Regions from separate parts of the Mus musculus genome. Here regions 2 and 3 are each linked to region 1. A link is a contact called in public promoter capture Hi-C data. All regions are on one chromosome and are shown on one strand. Each heading gives the region's core, a stretch centred on a gene start, on an enhancer-like site or on the middle of the called end of the contact. The rest is flanking DNA. Distances are from core to core; before and after follow the strand shown.

Region 1 (4,675 bases), core at 1,337-3,836:
TTATAAGCAAAAGGAAATGACAGGTTACACTGTACCAATATATCTAAGGTGTAGTTCCTAGAGACACTGGGTAGGCTAAAACAGCAGTAGGAGGGGGTTGGGTCATCCTGTGGATAAGAAGAAACGTCAGGGTCATTACAGGAAAGTAGGGCAGCTCCTAGCACAGGAGGGACAAAGAGGCTCATGAGGCAGGGGTGGGGAGTCCTGGATGTATGGGCTCAGGGGAAGGTTTATGGGCTGTTCTGTAATGACTTAGTTTGCCCCTGGTGTTCAAAGACTGGGCTGAGGGGCTGGGAGTCTATTGAAATGCTCTGAAAGCATCCAGGGATCCAGCAGTTTTTCAAAGCACTGTTCCATAAAGCAGCACAACTCTCTAGTCACCATCTATCCACCCCCCTCTACACACACACACACACACACACACACACACACACACACACACTTCAGCTGAATCAACTCTCCTGTGCTCTGCTTCATTCACACTGTTTCTGAATGGGAGCAATTTTCCAAAACTACAACTTTCATATTACACTTAACTCAAAAAACCAAAAAGAACCATGGATGAGAGCCAGGCACGCTTGAATGAGGAAAGCCCTGTCTCTACTGAGTGGGCGTGTCTCTTTGGAGACCACAAGGCAGCTCAATTGCTGATGCACAATGAACTATCGAAAATATAAGTCTGATGGCTTTCCCTTTTCATTAATTACCCTTGGGCCTCCCTCCAGGACAACTCTTCTAGGATGAGACATGCACTTAAAGCCAGATGTGGATGCCAGGGCTGAGGGAGCAGGGGGGCGGGGGGGGGGGGACTGTGTATCTCTGCTCAGAGCCAGGGTGAATGGCATTCCTTTGGTGCAGGGCTTCTGACCATTTTCCCAGAGAATGAAGCCCAGAGCCCGCCACAGAGCACTAGCTTCAAGGAATTGATTGCTACCCTCTTTCCTGCAAATGGAAGTAGGTCCCCTTTACCCCATGGTTAATGAGAAAAAAAAAGACACTCAAAGACAGCTTTGTTATGTGGGGTGAAAATCCCCTTTAATGTACTTAAGAACTCATTCATGATATATTAGACTCTATGAGACTGCTCAGGCCTGGCCAGTCTCAGGAGCAGGTTGCCAGAGGCTAACTCTACCAGCACATGGGGATATTTTAGCAGCAGACCCAGGCCGGCAGGTATTAGGCATTTGCTCTGCATCAATAGTTTACAGTCTTAATTTTTTTTTAATGTTTTCAATCTACCCGGAAAAGTCCACTAGAAGCTTAATTTAGCCCTCCTTCTCTTCCAAGGAGGATCACGAGCCCCGTTCCAAATGTCCCAAGTCCCACAGTATTGGAGCTGGGTACCAGGGCCAGCCTGGTTCTTTGGTCTCTTTCTCTATTGATGTGACAGTTAGCTAGCTACAGGAGACCTGGGACAGGACTAGGGCCCCAGATGTGGTCAGTGTACCCACTGCATCAGAGGAGCATCTGCTTGGGTGGGGTCAGGAACAACCTAAGAATGAGTTCTCTAGTCCATGTCATCTTCAACGATTCTGGGTGAAGGGGAACAGATAGCGCCGAAGGCAACGGCCTTGTCCTTCCTGGGTGCTTGATGCCTTCTTCTCTTTGACGGGCTGAGACGCCTCTTTGTAGTGTACTCCCGTGGACTTGATGCACGATGCACTTGGGGTGCGTTTCAGCCACCGAGAGGTGGTGGTAGTAGTGGTGGTAGTGCGGCTGCTGTTGTTGTTAGCGTTTTCGCGCTTCCTGTCGCGTTCAATCTCCCACTCTTCTGCCCCGGACAGCTCCCGGAGGTTCAGAGATGCATCGGGCCGCAGATAGTGACAAGGTCGATTGCCACTGTGATCTCGACGCGAGGGGTCAGCACCCAGGGCTCCCACCAGCACCTTGATGACCATATCATGGCCTTGCAGAGCCGCCAGGTGGAGTGGCGTGAGGCCACCGCTGCCAGGGGCGCTCACATCAAACGGCAGTCCCCGGCGCCTGGCAAAATCGTGCAATAGAATGAGTTCCTCGTGGCGCCCGTGCTTGGCCAGCCAGTGCAGGACGCTGTAGCCTGTGATAGGGTCCTCCCGCATCAGCAAGCTGGGCTCAGCCTCCAGCATCTCCAGCAGCACTTCAAAACGGCACTCGGCAGCCGCCAGAATCCACGCGTGCTCCCGCGGCTCAAGGCACACTCGGCTGCTGCCCTGTCCGCTGGAGCGGCGGGACCCAGGCACAGCGGGCTCCAAGTGCTCCTCCGACAGCCACCCGGCGGGAGCCGCCCCCTGCAGCCCCAGCAGCTCCCGCAACTCCCCACGCCGGCGCGCCCAGCTTGCCCCGCTCACGGTCAGGGCGCTGTGGAAGATTCGCTCCTGGGACAGGTTGGCACTGTCCCTGACGGCTTGTACTTTGTACCTGCCAAGGCAATGGTTGTCCTTGATCTGCGGGTCGCTGGGCGCCTCCGACTCGGCCGGCCTGTTCGAGGCTTTGGGCAGCGGGTTCCCGTCTTCTAGGGCCTGGGCCATGATCTTCCAGGTCCCGCCTGGGTGGCTCCGGGGTCTAGCGTTCGTTGGCCTTCCAAGGGCCCCACAGGGAGAGGAACTGGAGCTGGCGGTGGGGAAGGAAGCGTCTTGAGCAACTGGACTCCGAGGGAGGGAGCGAAGAAGGGGAGGAGAAGGACCGGTGGGAGGGAACAAGCCAGGAGAGGTTGCCTTTGTGGGCGGTGGGGGGCGTGGAGGGCTGGGCCGTCCAGTTGCGTCCCCTGCACCGGCCAGGCGTCTACATTCTGGGGACCAGTTCACCAGGAGCGCGGCGACCTCAGGACGCGACCCGCTCTACTCCAAGAGGCCAGGTGAGCAGTAGCCCGGCTTCCCGCACCTGACTGGCGAACTAGGGAGAGTGTGGGGCGGGGTACGTGCTGCTCTGGTCACTCCGGTTCTCAGCATCCCTGCAGCTGCTGGGGTGAAGAGGTCCCAGGTCGCCTCTTCGTCTGTGGATTGATCTGGGCTTCCCGTGACAGTCTTCAGGAGCGCGATCTTGGAGCATCAGGGGCGATCGCTCCCCCACCCTCTCTTCTTTCACCCTTTTCGCATCAGGAATCTTTTTGCACTTTGTCCCTATGCTCCTTCTCCCTAAGGCTTCAGGGAGGCAGCCTAGCCCCTCTGACTCAGGCTCGTCTATCCTGCTCTTTCTGTAACCTTGACCTTCTGCACAGCAGCAGCAGCAGCAGCAGACGCAGGAGCGCTGTCGGGGATTCCTGCTGAGAAACTTGAAACCAGGGATATGGTCAGAGAGGTATTCCCCAGAGCACAACCGCAGATCTCTGCCTGATTCTGCCTTCTTCCTTCATTACTTCTCTGGGTGGGTTTGAAAAAGCATCTGCAGGTGAGTCGGACCCAGCGCCGCAGACACACAGCTTCATTCATCTCTGATATTTCCTTAAGAAACTTGCTGATGTTAGTAAACGCATAGCTTCTAGTTTTTAGAAAAAGGTCCATAGTTTATCTTTTTATTCCAGCATTAGACTATTCTTAGTCTTTCCGTTTATCAACGGATGATTTTACTGTTTGCTTAATTTTTGTTTATATCTTTGAGACAGGCTGGCCGGGAACTACAGGTGAATCCCCCTGCCTCCGATCCCAAGAGACAACAGTTCTTATATTTTGGAAGCGGGGTCTTATGCGGCCAAGGCTGGCCTGGAACTCAATATGTAGCCAATAATGTTGGATTTCTGATCTTTCTCTGTCTTCCTCTCATGTGTTGGGAATGCAGAGGTGCCCATCCCTTGAGACAGTCGTTCTTACCCCCTCTCCTCACAGTGTTAAGGCACTCACTCTGCCTGCAAGCTAGAGGGAGCTACACCTTTTGAACCTGGGAGGGACACAGTCATGATTCAGGATGTGTTTAGAATATGATGTTGAGAGAAGTAGAGGCGGAAGCCAGAGTATTGAAGCAGTCCAGATCAGGATGGGTGGCGACTGAGGCCAAGCCAGCCCTCTCATCTGGGACTTACTGTGGCACCAGCCATGGACTGTGTCAGACGGTGACTTTTCCTCCTTGCTGTTCAAATATTTAGGGCCAGCTCTAAATATCTTGAGTGTTCTTTTGTGACAGTATATGAATTTTAACCTAATTTAAAAATATTTACTCTGTGCTAGACATTGCCAGATGCCTGATATGTGTTACTTCTTAGTTCTTCCCCCCATGGTCTTAGGGGCGAATAATGATTTCTACTTTCAGTTTGCAGAGAACTTAGACCACTTGCCCAAGGTCACCCAGCAGGAAGTAGCAGAGTAAGTGTGTGTGACACGGTAGCCTTTGTTCTGGCACAAAGAGACTGCCATTCAAGCCAGGTTTATCTGCTGCAAAGCACTCACACAAGCACCAAATTGCAGCCAAATGGCTGAGCCAGACCTAGGTGAAGCTTGCTCTTATCTCTCACTTGTCCTTCTCTGCCTAGGCCACCCTCTTTTCTCTCTTTTAAGTTAATTAGTTGATTTTCGGTGCTTTTTATATAACCCAGCTTGGCTTTGATCTCCTGATCCTCCTGCCTCCACCTTCCAAGTGGTGGAATTACATGCCTCTGTCACCATGCCTGGCTGTGTTTTGGTTTTGAGATAGGATTGTTTCACCTAGTTCCAGCTACCCTGTAACTCACTGTATAGTGCTGACTGACAGGTCTGGCACTCCCAGC
Region 2 (4,675 bases), core at 549-3,048, 310 kb after region 1:
TCAACTAAGCGCTTGACTCTCCCAAGGCTGGACTGTGTTTACTGGGATGGGAATATATGGTGGGAAATAAAGCACACTATGCTGGGCGTGGTGGCGCATGCCTTTAATCCCAGCACTGGGGAGGCAGAGGCAGGCAGGAGGATTTCTGAGTTCGAGGCCAGCCTGGTCTACAGAGTGAGTTCCAGGACAGCCAGGGCTACACAGAGAAACCCTGTCTCAACCCGCCCCCCCCCCCCAAAAAAAAAAAAGAAATAAAGCACATCACTAGCTGCTCCAAGGCCTGGGGTTTTACTTCCAGCCCTGGGAACAAAGTAAAAACAAAACAAAAAGTGTCTTGACCACCTCCTGCCTGTAGGCTGCATGTCTAATTCAGAGCTAAGGCCAGTCTTTAGAGCTGGCCCTGTGCCTAGCGAATGAGGAACTTACAGACCATCGTCCCCAATAGGGAAACAGACCCTCCCCTCAGAGCCGTCATCACTGACTTCCTTTTTTAGGCTTCCTTTCTAGCTCCCATGCAAACATCCTTGAGCTCTTTTTAAGGTCACTCCCTTGCATCTTTAGCTCTTATTCTCGCAGCAGTGGTTGATGTGGGAGAAGGTGAGAAACCGCCGCCGCAGGATGGCAGCTGGGAGTGGGGGAAACATTAGGCTGAGGAGACAAGTCCCTGCTGGAGAAAGGATGCTGCAGACCCTGTTGGATCCTAAAGCCAAGTTAGGCTGAGATTGGAGATGGGGATGGTGGACAGAACTCTTTTTGAGGCAAGAGACTGGTCCTTCTTCCTGTACTACCCACTTACTCCTTAGGACACTGGTCTCACTTTTTACACACCATCAAGAGTGTTCTCTCCTGCCGGGCGTGGTGGCGCACGCCTTTAATCCCAGCACTCCGGAGGCAGAGGCAGGCGGATTTCTGAGTTCGAGGCCAGCCTGGTCTACAGAGTGAGTTTCAGGATAGCCAGAGCTATACAGAGAAACCCTGTCTCAAGAAACAAACAAACAAACAAACAAAAAAAACAAACAAAAAAAAGAGAGCGTTCTCTCCTAAGCCAGAAAAGCAAACATTTTCAAGTTACTAGACGTTGGGAATGGATAGACCTTATCGCCATGGGAAGCCTTTTTGTTTCTTTACCCCCAGATATCATTTGCTAATTCTGCCTCCTCCCAGAAAGACTCAAGAGGTCACAAAACTGCAGTTCACAGGGCAAGAATCTCAAGAGCATGTGAAAAACTGCTACTGTACCCTAGGGGCCACACATATGGCCTTGTAGCCCCCTCCCAAGGCCAGCCTCCACCCCCACCCGACTCCCATCCGGTTTTACAGAGGAAGGGAAACTGAGACTTCTTAGGATTCATCAGGGTGGCAGCTTTGCCATTCCAGTCCGATCTCCCGACCCCTCCCACCGGGCTCTTACTTTCGGTAGGCGGCCAGCTGTACCATGCTGCAGGGGAAGAGGCGCAGGCAGGCCACGCCATTCCCTTTCCACAGGGCCCTTGGCCCCTCGGACAGCCACACCCGGCGTCCGGTGGCCCACAGCCCCAGGGAGTGGCTTTGCACCTTGCCGACTTGGGCCAGCACAGTGGCAAGCTCCAGGGGCGCGGTGAGGCTGAGGCTGAACGCCCCGGCCAGCCCCGCACACAGGAGCCGCTGGCTGCCGGTTAACCGGCCATCCCGTCTCCACGTAGCCATCCTGACCCAGGCCCGTGCCGGCCACCTCGTGGCTGGTGCCCTGGGCTCGCGGGGGCAGTTAGAGCAGTCCGGCCAGGCCCCGCCCGGCGTGGGGCGGACTTGGGAGATGAACTGGGGAAGTCAGGCTCACACCCGAGCAGCGCCTCAGGGATAGGGTGGGATCAAAGGCGACTCTCTCAGGTATCTGAGGCATGCTCAGTTAGTGTGTGTTTGCAATGCAATAGGCAAGACCGAGGCTTCCATTTCCTGTTCTTTCTGGGCCTAGCCAGCATCACGTTTTTCTTAGGTATTCCCTTAGGTACTTTGCTTCTTCTGGGTCCCTTTTCACATTCTATGTCATCCCCCTTCGCCTGTCTATCTTCTCTTCCATAGGCTTCTTTTATTTTAAATCCAGAGTGCAGAAAAGACAGACCTTGAATAACAACCTGCTGCTACCTAGTAGACAACTTGTTAGAGCCTCCTTTTCAGAGACTATAGGTGTGCTTAAGGCTTTGGAACCTTACCTGCCTTAGAATCCTTAGCTCTGCAGATGACATGTCATAGGAGGGTAGGGAAGTCGATTGCTCACTTTGTGTCCCAGTTGCTTCACCTGTACTATGAAGATGGTACTTTCGAGGATTAAATGAAAATTTAATAAATGAAAATTTAATTTATAAAGATGAAATGAATAGTGGCTGGAAGAAGTAACCAGTCTGTATGTGGTGCTTATGAGGGTATGACTAGCTGCTGCCGTAGAGAAGAGGAAACTAAGACACGGAGACACTTGCTCAAGCCTGAGTGTTCACTACCTCGCAGAATCGGGGTTCCTATGTAGGTCAATGTTAGACCTAATAAGGGCCACACCCAAGGATTGCATAGTGGCAGTAGTACATACATTCAGTGATTCTGTTAGGTAAGGGTTAGGACAATATAGGTAAAAAGGTGATAACTGTGGCTTTGCCAGAATCTAAGAAGGATTTAAAAATATTAACAACTTTCCAATTTTATTTCTGTTTTTTTTAAAGGGCTCAACAATGATAATTACAAGGAAAGAGACAGCTAGCAAACGCACTGTTAGCATAAGACATCCCAAATTTGCATCTTATTTTCTATATTGATTCTCATGTTGCTAATGGAACCTTTTCAAGCTAAGCACATCCATCCAATCTGGCACACACTAATTGTACATTTTCATGGGATACAATATGATATCAGAACACATGTCCCAGCAATTTCAGGTTCTTGGTGGCTCATCTCACTACTGAAAAAATGGGGGAGATGGCTCAGTAGGTAATGTGCTTGATAGGCAAGCAAGAGGACCTCTAGCATCCATGTAATAGTTGGGCACAGTGGTCCATGTCTTTCTGAAATAGTGAACTCCAGGTTTGGTAAGAGAACTTGCCTCAGAAATTAAGCTGGCAGTGTCAGAGGGATGGGGGAGAAGACTGGAAAGAGAAAATGACAGAATGAAACCAACTACTGTGCATGCTAATTTTAAATTTAGAATAAATAAGTAAAACCAATCCATTGAAAAAGAGTGGAGATAATGATCAAGGTAGACACTTGATCTTAACCTCTGGCCTCTGTATGTACAGGCATGTACAAGCTCGGTCTCCACCCTTCCCCTCTTTGCACACATATGCACCAAAATAAGTGAAGGGTTTATTTTATTTTGGCCAGAACTGAGCAGACAAAAATTCTGAATCCTCTCTGCTTTGCCCATGTTAGTGTTATGATTTATAAAAGGTGAAGCAACAGGCTGGAAATAATGCATATGTAAATTTAACACTGAGTCCAAGCTATTAGAAGCCAGAGAGACAAGTCTTTACTCGTGAGAGACCAGTTTATCCTCTGGTACCAGGGCTCCTGTGAGTGGCTTATCTTCACCCCAGCATAGATTTTCCCAGGGGGAAATTCTAATCCTTGGGGCTTCTGTTACATAGATACAATATAGAGTGAACAAATCAAGGTAATTAGCATACCCATCACTTTAAACATTTGCAATAATTTATTGTAGATTTCAAAATAATCCAAAAGAGGATTTTTGAGTGTTCCCAACACAGAGACAAAGAAGCCATTTTTAAAACAGGAACCATTTTAAACCTTGGAAGCTCTAGGCTAAGAAAGACAAGGTCTATTTCAACCTGAGTATTTTCTTTTTCTAGGCAGATACACGGAACATTAAAGCAACTAGCAGCAAAGCACGTATTTGATGCCTTCTGCTTTTTCTTGATAAGGTGCTGACAAGATGGGCTCTTATTTTCCGCAGCTAGTCTTGCACATCAGTTAAGCACTGGGCGGGGCAGGGTTTCCGCTGGGAGCACTTATTTGCATTAGGGAAGCCTTGCTCTGCTCTTGGCAGCTGGGGAATAGGCTTATTTGTCTTGTCCTGTGAGTTACTGTGTCTAGCGGTAAGGGAATTTTCTAGCTGTGGAAAGTGGCAGCATGTAACTTTATAACTCTGCAGATGTAGGATTTTGTACACTTGATCTTAGCCAAAAGGCCGAGAAGCGATAGATGTAGGATTTTCAAAGGCATGAATTGGAATTTTGGACCGTGGTAAGGAAACCTTCAGGTACCACTCTGCCCTAAGCACTTTTGTTAGCACAACTGGGCCGGCCTTAAAGCTCTGTCAGGAAAACATCGCCCTGGGAGTGCAGCTGCTGATGCCTGTCGGGTTGTACAGAGGGTTGGTTCAATTGAATCAACTCAAAACACAAAACCATTTTCCTTTGGAGATGTGGAGTTGAGCATTGAGCACACTAGGCAAGTGCTCTACCATTGAGCTATGTCCCTAGTTCAGTTTGATTTTGTTTCAAGGCAGCTTGTATGGGAATTTCAAATATACCTTCTTGGAACTGTATTCTCTGCCTTTTTTGTTTGTTTGTTTGTTTGTTTGTTTTTTTGCACAAGTAAGATGTTCAAATGAGCCAGGCACGGAACCAATTTAAGTCTAGGAAGTTCTAGGCCAAGAAAGATAATGAAGTCTATTTTAACCTCAAATGCGTTT
Region 3 (4,675 bases), core at 788-3,287, 290 kb after region 1:
AAAATGCTATGGAAGAAAATTGTCAAAGTGAGAGGACCCACGGTGAGGCTAACAGCACCCTTTAAAAGGAGTTACTCACCCACAACTTTTGGGAATACAACGACTGTGCCCATAGACATGGGAGTAGAAGAGGGAGTCAGTGAAAAACAGCATCCACCTTTTCAGAGAAGGTACCCTATAGTTAATTTAGTTTCTTCTTCCCCAGGACTCCCTCTCCAGTGGGCTAGAGTGCCTGCATTGTGGTTCTCAAAGGCTTAAATAGCTGCCTTTATGCATTATCTGAAAATGTGTGCCTTATGGGTGGGAAAAGCCAGCAAACAAAAGCAACAGATACTACTACCAACGTAAGTTCAGTTGAACCTTTACAGAGACAGAAGTGATGCTTAGGCAGAGAGAGGTAGCTGCAGGAACAAAGGCCTGTTGACCAGAATATAAAATACGTTTGGTCTTCAGGGCTTGGGGGAGGGGAACTTCTTCACTATTGCAACTGGATGCTTCAATTGAACAGAGGCCAAAAGAAGGCATGTTGTGCTTTGCCCAGACAGTACTTTTTATTTGCAGCCTTAAAAAAAAAAAAAAAGAAAGAAAGATTTCACATCACAATCTGGATGTAAATTTAGGGGCTCCCTTGAAAACTGGGCTTGCATTTCTAAATGGCAACCATCCTTCTGAGAGGAGACTCTTGCAGTTTAGCTGCAGCCTCCACCAGCTCACTTCACTCTTTTCTGCTACGCATATTTAAATGCTAATCACATTCTGTGAGCAGAGAGTTTAGTTCTCCAGAATGCTTTCAAAAGGCACGATGGCTTAGAATGCATTTAAAGGCTTATTGTTTGGGGCTGAGTGCCCGTTATCTGGGTCTCCCTAGCTCTCCTGTCCATGCTGTTTCTGAATTCTTACAGACATTTGATTCTGCAACTCCCTATACAAAGGGCTTCTATACAGCACGCACAGTGAAGTCGGTGAGGGAAACATGCCAAGCTAATGGGCCGGCCTTTATTCTCTAAAGGTGATAGAGGAGCCACAGTGACAGGGCAAAAGAACATTTGTTCTGCAAGAAACCCATGGACTGAAGTGAGCTCTGATCCGGGAGGCAAACCTGCATGCATGGCCTTTGTCCCAGTTCCGTTGCTCAAAGATGGGCTTGTAATCTACAGTGCCTCAGTTTTCTCATCTCAATAGGCAAGATGGCTCAACAGGTAAAAGTGCTTGCTGCCAAGACTTGACGATCTGAGTTTAAGCTCCAGAACCTGCCCTGCGTGGCGGACAGAGATCTCTGACTCCCGTAAGTTGTCTGACTTCTTTCTGTATGTGCACTGTGACACACACACACACACACACACACACACACACACACACACACACAGGCACTCACACGCAGATATAGTAACAACAGTGCTTACTTTGTGAATTGTTGTAAGGATTGGATGACATAATGAACATCCACTTGGCCCGGTGCCTACTATATCTTCCCACTCAGTACTAATAGTCACGTTTAGAATCACTCATAGAGAACAGTATGTGCTGCACTATGAGCTGATAAGGACTTTGACTGGGAGTCAGGGCAATAAAAAAAAAAAAAAGGACCCATGTAGGAGACTTATGAATGCAGAAGCAAATGAACTTTGGGTTGGTTGGATGAAGGGACGGCAGAGGCAAGCCTAACTTCTGGATGCTTAGCTTGGCTATCTAGGACACTGATGGCCCAGAAAGGGAAAAGTCTAGAAAGACAGTTTTAGGGGAACATGGGTAACTTTGATAGACAGTGGGTTGGAAGTGATCGTGAAGATGTGCTACTCAGCGGTCCAAATCAGCAGGCTGTGAGAACCATGAGCTCAGGACTGAGGAGGGAGGCGGGGGTGAAGACATAGGATGGAGCATTAGAAGCCCCGAGTGGGTTAATGAAGTGACTGTGTATCTGCAAAGCTTGCTCAAGGTGGTATCCATTGCGGTCCGAGTGGAGGCTATTTGAGCAGGCTGGGGCCTCTGTTTATTCACTGACCATGTGTGTTCTGCTCACTGAGCTGTGCCACTTGGATACCACCTTTGTCCTTCATTTTATGCACTTTCAGTTCAAATGCTGACTTGGCCTAATCCTGCTTACCCTGTGAGTTGTGGTGGGGGCAAAGTCCACTGGGGTATAAATCAACAGGACGGCACATGGGTTTGTATTTGGTGAAATGGAGATAACTAATAGGAGCAACAGAGTGGAGGGAGGGTTCGTGGACCTCCTTCCTGATTCTTTCATAAGGCCTACCAGACTCCAGGTCCCATGTTCGAAGCTGTTCCCCAGACTCCCAGCAAAGTGTTCCCAGCCTGCCTCTCCTTCTCTTTCACATACACCTGCCTATGGAACTATTATAGTTCCCCCCCCCCCCATAATTCTTTGGTTCTTAATAGGGCTTATAGATTAATCACATAAAATATTTGTTGTCAACATTTCTTCCATCTTATACTTTCTTGTATTAAATCCTTTCCTTTTCTTCACCCTCCCCACCCCTTTGAGACAGTAGCTCACTGTGTAGGTCTGACTGGCTTTGAACTTGCTATGTAGACAAGGTTACCTTCAAACTCACAAAAATCCACCTGCCTCTGCCTCCCTAAAGGTTATGCCACTATGCCCAGCCTATTGTTTCTTTAATACACTTAGTGCTGCCAGCATCTTCTGGCCCAGGGTCTTAGCCAGGTGGAGATGCAGATAGAAGGGCCAGGCTGTATCCAGAGGAGCTGGAGTTAAAATGTACAGACACGTGGAAAAGGAGATTTCAGGCAGGGTGGCATTAGGGTCCGTGAAAGCACACAAGGTAGAGGCATTTCATTCCACATACAACTGACCCTTCTCCCCGAGAAACATTCTCTCAAAACATGCGCATGCATAAATTATTTACCTCTCCATCCTCTAGCAGGGCCAAGCAAGCAAAAGAAAAGCAGGATAAAATGCATGTAAGCCTGGTGAAGGAAGGGCTCAGGTGGCTAAACAAGACTTCTGATTATTGTCATTAATGTTCAGAAGAGTTCCAACCTGCCGTGGTATTAGACAGACAGATTGTATGTCCGAATGTCTGGATAAAAGCCCATGAAGACAGGCACTCAGACAAAGGCGTCAGCCACTGTGGGTGCTGGGAAAAACTCCCTGTTCAGTTGGCTATCCACCAGACACCTGCTGTTGATTTGCTTCATGGTGGGCAGTGCCATGGAGAAAACCAATGGAATGCAAATGTTACCATTAACTGTGTTCAGGTCACAGCAGCTTGGTGCCCTTGTGACAAATGAAGTGCGGAAACCTGCCTGATCCAGTGGAAGTGTGTGGTTCTTATGGCTTTCTCTTCTTGATGAATATTGCATTATGTGCTTTACAGGAAAAAAAAAAACTTTAGGCGTTTCCTGTTGCTTCTGCCCCCTTATCTTCCTAACTGAAAGCGATTCTGAGCTGGGCCTGTGAGGTTAGTAACTCACTAAGTTGCTGGTTCATAGCTTTCCATGGCCAGAGACTATGTGTTTACTGCAGTGACACCTAGTGGACAGAGAAGGTAATGCCATGTTTGCATTTGAAGGCCTGTGGTTCTGTCCTGGGTGTTAATTTTAAAAATATGTATTATGGACAAATTGTTATATTTACTAACCCATGAAGAATAAAATTTTGGCTGCGTCATATTAGTTGGCTTACTATATCTTCAGATGACATTTATGATGTTAGTCATAATTAGATGCTAATCCTATTTTACAGTACATTTATTTTGTGTTTTTAAAAACAACCACTATGACTTTGCATTTATTTGAAAGCTGTTTTCTCTGTTTTTGTTTTCTTGAGGCTAATCTCAAACTGGCTATGTAGATGATGGTGACCTTGAAGTTGTGACCTTCTTGCCTCTGTCACTGAGATCACAGGCAAGTGACACCATACGCAGCCTTGACTGCAGCTTCTTGACACAGTATATATACATTAGCTAGAAGGTTCCCACACAAAGGGAAAATGAGTAGGACTGCACTCAAATTCTCACTCTCAGTGTTTCTTACCCTGGTTGGTGGCAGATTGCTATGGTAAGGTGATATTCTAGTGCAGAATGTAGTGTTGGCTAGAGTCTCCTAGAGAAAGCCATTGTTTTAGCAACCAGAAAAAGAAAGTAAAGCTGAAGATTTATGGAGAAGACCAAAATCTCTCAGCTTCACATCTAGATATCACAGAACAGCCTGAAACCCTCTCTGATGACTAGCCCCACCCCCAGGCCTCAAGGTTCGATTTTAGGTAGATCCAGAGCTCACCAAACTTTACCTAAGCTAGGACAGACTCAAAAGAGGCAAGAAAATGCTGGGGATGTCCCTGGGAGCAAGAGAGAGAGAGAGAGAGAGAGAGAGAAGGTATTCTCTCTCTCTCTCTCTCTCTGTTTTTTTTTTTTTGAGACAGGGTTTCTCTGTATAGCCCCTGGTTGTCCTAGAACTCACTCTGTAGACCAGGCTATTCTCAAAATCATGGAAATCCACCCACCTCTGCCTCGTGTAAATTTCATTGAGTCAGCATGGTGGCGTATGCCTTTAATCCCAACCCTTGGCAGACAGAAGCAGGAAGATCTCTGAGTTTGAGACCAGCCTGGTCTACAGAGTGAGTTCTAGGACAGCCAGGGGCTACACAGAGAAACCGTGTCTTTAAAACAAAGAAACAAGGAGGTGGAGAGAT

Evidence for each region. Promoter capture Hi-C pulls out the DNA fragments that hold promoters and counts their contacts.
Region 2: a promoter capture Hi-C map of liver shows a contact between it and region 1, with 3 times the contacts expected there. The contact joins the promoter of Slc25a43 here to the promoter of Sowahd in region 1. A contact is called at or near these places in 5 of 39 promoter capture datasets (embryonic stem cells, hippocampal neurons, liver and 1 more), 2 of 484 Hi-C or Micro-C datasets (cerebellum and palatal mesenchyme) and 1 of 9 other capture datasets (embryonic stem cells).
Region 3: a promoter capture Hi-C map of embryonic stem cells shows a contact between it and region 1, with 4 times the contacts expected there. The contact joins the enhancer-like site here to the promoter of Sowahd in region 1. A contact is called at or near these places in 15 of 39 promoter capture datasets (the 3T3-L1 cell line, 3T3-L1-derived adipocytes, the C10 cell line and 11 more) and 5 of 484 Hi-C or Micro-C datasets (the G1E-ER4 cell line, cerebellum, cerebral cortex and 2 more).

What each region holds. Positions count from the first base shown.
Region 1 is chrX:37,046,756-37,051,430 of GRCm38.p6, reverse strand. Sowahd (sosondowah ankyrin repeat domain family member D) reads right to left here and starts at 2,586. Exons shown (of 1, transcript NM_173779.4): 1 at 1,013-2,586. The coding sequence starts at 2,507. The coding sequence ends at 1,524.
Region 2 is chrX:36,740,755-36,745,429 of GRCm38.p6, reverse strand. It overlaps Slc25a43 (solute carrier family 25, member 43), which reads right to left and starts at 1,798. Exons shown (of 5, transcript NM_001085497.2): 1 at 1,412-1,798. The coding sequence starts at 1,686.
Region 3 is chrX:36,759,908-36,764,582 of GRCm38.p6, reverse strand. The region is part of intron 3 of Slc25a43 (solute carrier family 25, member 43); the gene reads right to left. Among named protein-coding and RNA genes, the nearest start is that of Gm23613, 14 kb to the left of the region's middle. Within about 2 kb of position 2,037, at least 39 of the 459 cell types and tissues checked have an H3K27ac peak or open chromatin away from gene starts, as enhancers often do. A contact at or near this core is called in embryonic stem cells and liver, where this site is marked.